2 separate regions of the Zea mays genome follow, and region 2 is linked to region 1. The links are chromatin contacts, called in public Hi-C maps. All regions are on one chromosome and are shown on one strand. Each heading gives the region's core, a stretch centred on a gene start, on an enhancer-like site or on the middle of the called end of the contact. The rest is flanking DNA. Distances are from core to core; before and after follow the strand shown.

Region 1 (3,785 bases), core at 20-2,519:
TAATTTTTTATTTTTATCATTAACTATTACACGAAAACATTGTCACGTGTAAGTTTAATAGATCCCTGCGGGAATGAGGATAGGAAATGTTTCCCTATCCCCGTCCCCGTTTATCTATCGAGGGAGATTTTTTCCTGTTTACATCCCTATGGGGGAAGAAACTTCTCCATCCCCATATCCTAAGGGATTTTTTGAGCAAGGATACCAAAGGTGATTAGAGAGGCTAAAATCATCTTGCTATTTAAAAATAATGAATTGCCTACAATGTCGGTGTTTGGTCCCGACGACACACTACAGGATACCGCATAGTGCTTTTGGGAGGATGGCGAGACCAATCGTAGCTCGATGGTTTGTTTAGGGCACGACAGAACACATAGAATTATAAAGGTTTGGGCCGCTTGTGCGTGTAATACCCTACACCCTGTGAGTTTGTGGAGTTGTATTGCACAATGTTCTTAGTTACAAAGAGTTCTCGAGCTAGAAGATGACTATGCCTATTGATGTGTCTCTGTTTTCGTAGGAGCTCCCTCTCTGCCTTATTCTCGATAGAAGAGGAGTTACACACACGATGCGCCGAACGTTCAGTCCCCCGCGTCTACGAGATTGGTGCTGACTTGTCCGGAAGTCAGCGAGTCTTCAGGGAATTCACACGTCCTCTGCACGCGTGATTGGTATCCCGCACTGGCTTCGCACGAGCCTGGCCCGCGGGAAACGTGGGAAAGCTGCGTTTACACGCATGTAGGCAAGCAAGCCAAAATGAGCCAATGGCTGCAGGCGCGGGTGTAGGCTCCAACCCACCAATCGAATACCCGCTGCACACGGTCCACGGGACGACGCGAGCTTGGACGTAGCTAGGGGTGGTAATTGATAATGGATCGCGATCCAAATGATTCTTTACAAAATAATAACGCTATAAATAATTTTTAGTTTAAAAATGAGTAGAAATAGAGTTTATTCTAATCCAATCTGATTTTTAAATTTTATAGTGTAGAATTTAGAGACTATTCTCATGCACCTATGCAATGAACCGATCACGTGATGCATGCGCGAAATTTGACCTAGGAGTTTATAGTACGCTTCTGATCACACACATCCTGTGAAAGCTACGCCCCAAGTTTATCCGGGGGTTTTCTGCGGCCCATAGAACAATCCGAGTCATGGTAAGAAATTGGGAATCAGGCCCATTGTCGATCTCTAGTTGACGACCAGGCCCTCCGCAGTCCTCCTCTCACAAACAGATACAGCCCGTCCATTCCCCAATCCCCGTGTCGCCTGTGCCCCTCTGCCACCTCGCCGTCGGCATGACAACAGGGTCGACCCCGGGTTCGGCCCCCTCTCAGGTTTGCACTTCTTCGCGCTCTTCCTCACAGATCGATGGCACCTTGTTTTGTGGATTGATATGCGCTGTAGCTTTGGCCCCTTCTTGCCCTGGCGGCCTGCGTCGTTGATGTGGGTACTTCGTTTTGTGCCAGATACATCATTATCAGGTGTTGACTTTGTTGGATATAGTAGTGGCTCTATTAACCACTTGGTTCATCGGTTGCATCTGGTTATTTTGTTTCGAAAGGTTTGTGTCCGCGCTAGATTGTAGTGCTAGTATGCATGCTTGATTTTTGATACGGAAAATATTGCGTGCAATTTTAGTTCCAGACATTGGGGATTAGGGTTGGGTCGATTCACACATAGGTTCTCCCGCAAATCCATTTTGATAAAAAGAAAGGGATTTGCTAAAATTCATATGCCTGAATTCTAGTTTTTTTAGACGACGGTTATTGCATATATTTTATATACTAAAATTACAGTTTCGAGAATAAAAAACCAATTAGACAAAATCACAAACCCAATAAAATCTGATCCGTGTTGACACAAAGACAGCTAACAACTATTTTTATAGTCAAACAAAGACAAAAATTCGATACGTTATGATACAAAGATAAATCATAAGAAAATAATTTACCTCTACTAGTTAGTTGTACAAAAATGTTGCATGATGTCATCTAAAAAATCAGGCACCTGAAATATTGGGAAAATGGAAAAGAAAGTATCTTAAATTGATTCTAAAGCACCCATCGTTTGCTCTTTGAGTCTTGTATATGCTTTCATGTCATGCACGGTTTTTATCAGGTGAATCAATGCAAACGCGAAATTTGTCTTTGAGTTCTTGAAATGTTTTACATGTATTATTACAGAAGTTGCTGGTGTGCTGTTATGCTTTGGTTCAGATTTTAGGTGTAAATGTCTAAGTTTATTGCTAGTAACCAGAAGGGAGGAATTTAAGAGAACAAAACAATCATTTGCCATTATTAGAATCCAAGTTGTTGGACAGGGATAGTCGCCTATGATTTGTGTGTATTGATAGGACCCCAAGGGGCAACATATATAGGCAGACAGGAGGGGAGGAAACCCTAGGGCTGCCGCCTACAGGAGGGTGGCGGCAAGACAGGGGGAAAAACCTCCCAGCAGAGGTGGCGCAACACCTATGGGCCGGGCCTGTACATACGCAAATGACAGCCCGACCCCCCACACACATAAGGCCTATACAAATATTCTAAACCCCCCCCCCCCCCCCCCCCCCCCCGTGCAGTCCCAACTCTAGCCACGACAGATGTTGAGACTGGATCTAAAGTCGGTGAAGATCGAGGACGACATGCCTTTAGTGAAAATGTCAGCAAACTAAGATGTCGTCGGAAGACGAACATCCCCAATGGCGACCTTGTCGCGAACAAAGTGAAGATCAATCTCAATATGCTTTGTACGCTGGTGCTGAACCGGGTTAGAGGACATGTAGACGGCACTAACATTGTCATAATAGACCAAGCTCCTGCGAGTCAAAGGAGAATGTAGTTCCATCAAGAGCTGCCGCAACTAGGAAGCTTCTGCAACACCATTAGCCACAGCCCGATACTCAACCTCGTCACTCGAACGAGAGACTGTGTTTTGACGCTTGGAGGACCATGACACAAGATTGTCACCCAGGAAGATTGCATAGCTTGAAGTAGACCGGCGAGTGTCAGGGCAGCCTGCCCAATCAGCATCAGTGTACACAATGAGTTCAGTCGTAGCGGAACGGTGAAAACGAAGGCCGAAATCCGGAGTACCCTGCAAGTACAGAAGGATGCGCTTGAGAGCAGTCAAGTGAGGCTCACGCGGGTCATGCATATGAAGGCAAACTTGCTGGACTGCATAAGAGATATCTGGACGAGTAAACATCAAGTACTGCAAAGCACTCGCCAGGCTTCTGTACTGTGTAGGGTCACTGACAGGAGCACCAGAAGTACCAGAAAGCTTGGCTGATGTGTCAATCAGAGTGGCACAAGGTTTGCAATCAGTCAACCCAGCACGAGCAATGATTTCCAACGCATACTGTCGCTGATGTAAGAGAAGGTCATGAGATTGCTTCTGCACAGTGATACCCAGAAAATGATGAAGAGTGCCAAGATCCTTCATAGCAAATTCCCTCTGTAATGCAGAAACAGTACGCTGTAGCAAGGCAGTACTAGAAGCTGTGAGGACAATGCATCAACATAGAGGAGCAAGTATGCAGTCTCCGCACCATGGCGATATATAAAAAGGAACGTATCTGACTTGGCTTCAACAAATCCCAAAGATAGTAAATAAGAGGCAAATTTACTGTACCATGCCCGAGGCGCCTGCTTCAGGCCATAAAGAGATTTGTTGAGACGACACACCAGATCTGGCTCAGCAGAGTCAAAGAAACCAGTAGGCTGTGAGCAGTACACTGTCTCTGTCAGAGTGCCATAAAGAAACACATTCTTGAATCAAGC
Region 2 (3,622 bases), core at 649-3,148, 970 kb after region 1:
TTTTATATTTCATAAAGCCTTGCAATAATTAATGCTGCTTAAGGATTGTGCAAAACTGTAGAATGGCACAATTTCAAAGGATATGATCATTTATCTGTAACAACATTAGCCTGCTCGTAATCAGTCAAAAGATGCATCTCAACAGTGTGAAAAATGCTCTTAGTGAAGTGGAGTTGACATCAGAATATTCAGTGCCTCATAATCAAAACTGGAGAATAGCACGAGGCCTTACTGCTTCATAGTGAATTGCAGCATCTTCAGATCGCAGCATTAAGATCAAAGTTGGCAAAGCATTGCATTGAACAATCTGCATTACAGGAATTTACCATGTCATGAATATGTGTAAAAAGCATATGCAAGTTCAGATGTCAAAATCTAACATAAGTATAGCCTTCATTGATTTTGATATGTCACCTGAGTTTTATTTTCATCATTTTTAAAGGCTAAAGTACGCAAGGCCCCAGCAGCTGCTCTTTGCACCTTAAGATCCTGTGATTCTAGCAATTGAACAAGTGGTGGGATTCCACCTTCCATTCTGCAGTACAACAAAACCATCAGCAAGTGAAAACTTCTCGAGGAAAAGGTTATCAAATGATCAAAGAGGCATAAAACAAAACCTGACGCTAGTTTTAATGTTGCTATTCTCATGTGCAAGATTGGTAATTGCATCAGCTGCTCTCTTGATAACGCTATTAACCACCCTCGAATTTGTAGTATTTTTCTGCCTTTTCAAGAGTTTCACTAGAGGAGGTAATGCACCAGCATCAACTACAAGTTGTTGATGTTCAGGCTGTTACAGTGAGACACAAAATAAATGATTAATAGTAACTTGGTGAGAAGTACACAACAATAAAGCATTAATGCTCAAAACACAACTATTAAAGATCCCCACAGAACTAGAGGGTTTAGTATTTCTTAGGCTCTTAAGTTTTTATAAAGGGTACTAGAGCAAAGTATAAAGTAGATAGCACTTGGAATTTTCTAGAATTCTCTAACTATTAAAAGGAATAGGATCTTACAGTCTTGCAAGAAATACAGATATATGACGATGCAGGTTCAGGCGTTCAGAATTACTGTACATATATGGGATAGTTGAAGCTCATAAACATTGTAATCCCATATTCCCATGTCACAGGAAACTTGAAAATTCATACTATGTACAACATAAATTCGTCGGTCATACAAGTAATTGCATTGGTACCAAAGTGCATCTACAACTAAATTAGGGAATTAATAAAGAAACCTTTACAGCTAGGAGGCCCAGAGCGAAGGCAGCGCCCTTCTCAACCTCATGCTCAAACGGCCGCAGTTGTTGTTCCTCCTGCGTTGGCGCCGCCACAGCAGGCTCTTCTAGGTGGCACACCAAGGCCGCCACGGCACCGCCCTCCACAATCACGTTGACAACCTCCTCTGTTCAATTGAGGACCACCAGATCCACTCAGTAAGGATGCGGGAGCACGGACCGGTGCGGCCGGAATGAGGTTTGGAAAAGGGAGGTTACCGTTTTTGGCGAGCTCGGCGAGGACATGGGTGGCGCGCTTGGCGGCGGCGCGGTCGGCGTGGCGCCACGAGGAGGCGCAGCGGACGAGGGCATCAACCTGCGCGCGGACCTCGCGGGCAAGAGCCGCGTGGGAGTGGCGGCAGCAGATCTCGGGGGTGCCCGCCGAGCCGTCCTCCTCCTCGTTGTCATCGTCGGCGCCCGCGCTGCCGAGCGAGGCGGCGGCGGCGGATGCTGCTGCGGATGTGGCGGCGGCGGCGACGGCGGCGGATGCCTCGTCCTCCAGCTTCCGCTTCAGCCCCTTTCGGCGCGGGCGCTGGGGCTGCTGCTTTTGCTGCTCCGCCTCCATTCGATTGGTCGACGACGGCGCGGAGAGCGTGTCGGGTTGAGGAGGAAAAGGCACAAGCAGTGTGATTCCGGCGCGGTAGCCGGTAGGGTCGTGTTGGATAGAAAAGTAGAAATGAGAAGGGAAAAAAATGAATGTGCGTGGGAACGAAAACTTACCCGCAGACCCATAAAAAAAATCGTATATATCCATAATAAACACATCTAATTTGAAACGTTCAAACCTTTAATAGGGTTGGACGAAAAACTCATAGCTCGTTAACTCGCTCGACTCGACTTAATAGTGGCTCGACTCAACTCGACTCGTTTATAATTTGTAACGAGTTGAGCTTGTATTTCAACTCGTTACAATAACGAGCCAGCTGACTCGCGAGCCAAATGAGTTGGAGTAATTAGTCAAATTACAATAATTCGGATCCAAAATAGTTAATCTTGTACTCTACTATAGTTAATCTTGTTCTTTGTTGAGTGTGGAATCTTAAGTTGCAAACTCTATTCTTTTTTTTAAATATATCTCATTCTTTTCTTTTGCTACATGTTTTTATATCCGTTTGTAGACACTAGACATGGTATTATCGAGCTGGCTCGTGAGCTAAACGAGCCAGCTCGAGTTGGCAAACGAGTCGAGCCGAGTTGGTTTTTCAGCTTGTTAACATAACGAGTCGAGCCGAGCCAGCTCGTTATCTTAACGAGCCAACTCGAACCGAGTCGAGCCAGCTCGATATCCACCCCTAATTCAAACGGTGCATGGTGACCGATCTCATTGCTTCTATATCCTGCATAAATGTATTCTATATAGCTAATGAGAAATCACAATTTCAACTCACATCATCTCTCGTAAGGTGGCTCGCATGACACCAAATCCTAGTCGCCCCCTTTTCACCTTGCCGCACCAGAGTGTTGAACATCAAATTTACTCGTCACCGCTTCTACATTCTGGGTATGGCTCGGTGATATCTCATCGCATCGACGTGACTCGATAGTACTAGGTCGGTTCTTCTTTTCAATAGAGATGTTCGCCTGAGAGTCGGATGTCGCCTTGTTGGGTTGCTTGGTGGGCAGGTTGGTCGGCAGCCCCGCCTCGCTGGTTGCTCGGTTGGCAGGTTGGTCGGCAGCCCCGCCTCGCTAGGTTGCTAGGCGGACAGGTTGGTCGGCTTGGCGGGCCGTCACATGGAGGCCTTTTGGACCTTCGCGCCGAGCTGCTTAGCAGGCAGACCGGGCGGTTAGTGGGCCGTCTTTGGAAGGCCTTTGGGTCTTTTTGAGTACTGTGGGGGATGGATATCCCCGGGTCCACGTCTGAGCCACCTAGCAGGAGCCCTCCTGAGGCGTCTTGTGGTGGACCGGATAAAGGAAACCAACAGAGGTAAACATGTTCTAATACGAAAGAGGCACACGTCCGAGTTAGATGTTACAAGAGCACGGGTATGTCAAGCGGGGTTGGTTGCGCCCACCTGACAGGCTAAACCGTCGGCGATAACTCGAGCGCGAGAACGTAAGAATTCCCCGAGATCAAGGAAGATTGTTCGCTATAAATCAGGAGATAAGAAAAAGGGATTGTGATCGTCATCTGTACGGAGGGCTATCCTTGGTTGTGTATATAAGGCCAGGAGGCACCCCTTCCATTTTCATCTCACCCTCAGTCCACCATTCTCATAGTCCATAGCTTGTAAACTCGCCTCAATACCAAAAACCATCATAGGACGTAGGGTATTACGCCTCTCGAGCGACTCGAACCTACTCAAGCTTATGTGTTTCTCCCATCGTGCTACCGCATGAACC

What was found. A called contact is a pair of places that touch in the nucleus more often than the background predicts.
Region 2: a Hi-C map of ear shows a contact between it and region 1, with 3 times the contacts expected there. The contact joins the promoter of LOC100279213 here to the promoter of mbd101 in region 1. A contact is called at or near these places in 2 of 25 Hi-C or Micro-C datasets (ear and tassel).

What each region holds. Positions count from the first base shown.
Region 1 is chr8:109,391,423-109,395,207 of Zm-B73-REFERENCE-NAM-5.0, forward strand. mbd101 (methyl-binding domain 101) reads left to right here and starts at 1,270. Exons shown (of 2, transcript NM_001111702.1): 1 at 1,270-1,340. The coding sequence starts at 1,302.
Region 2 is chr8:110,360,917-110,364,538 of Zm-B73-REFERENCE-NAM-5.0, forward strand. It overlaps LOC100279213 (ARM REPEAT PROTEIN INTERACTING WITH ABF2), which reads right to left and starts at 1,899. Exons shown (of 20, transcript NM_001152237.2): 1 at 1,502-1,899; 2 at 1,244-1,410; 3 at 618-790; 4 at 415-535; 5 at 233-307. The coding sequence starts at 1,847.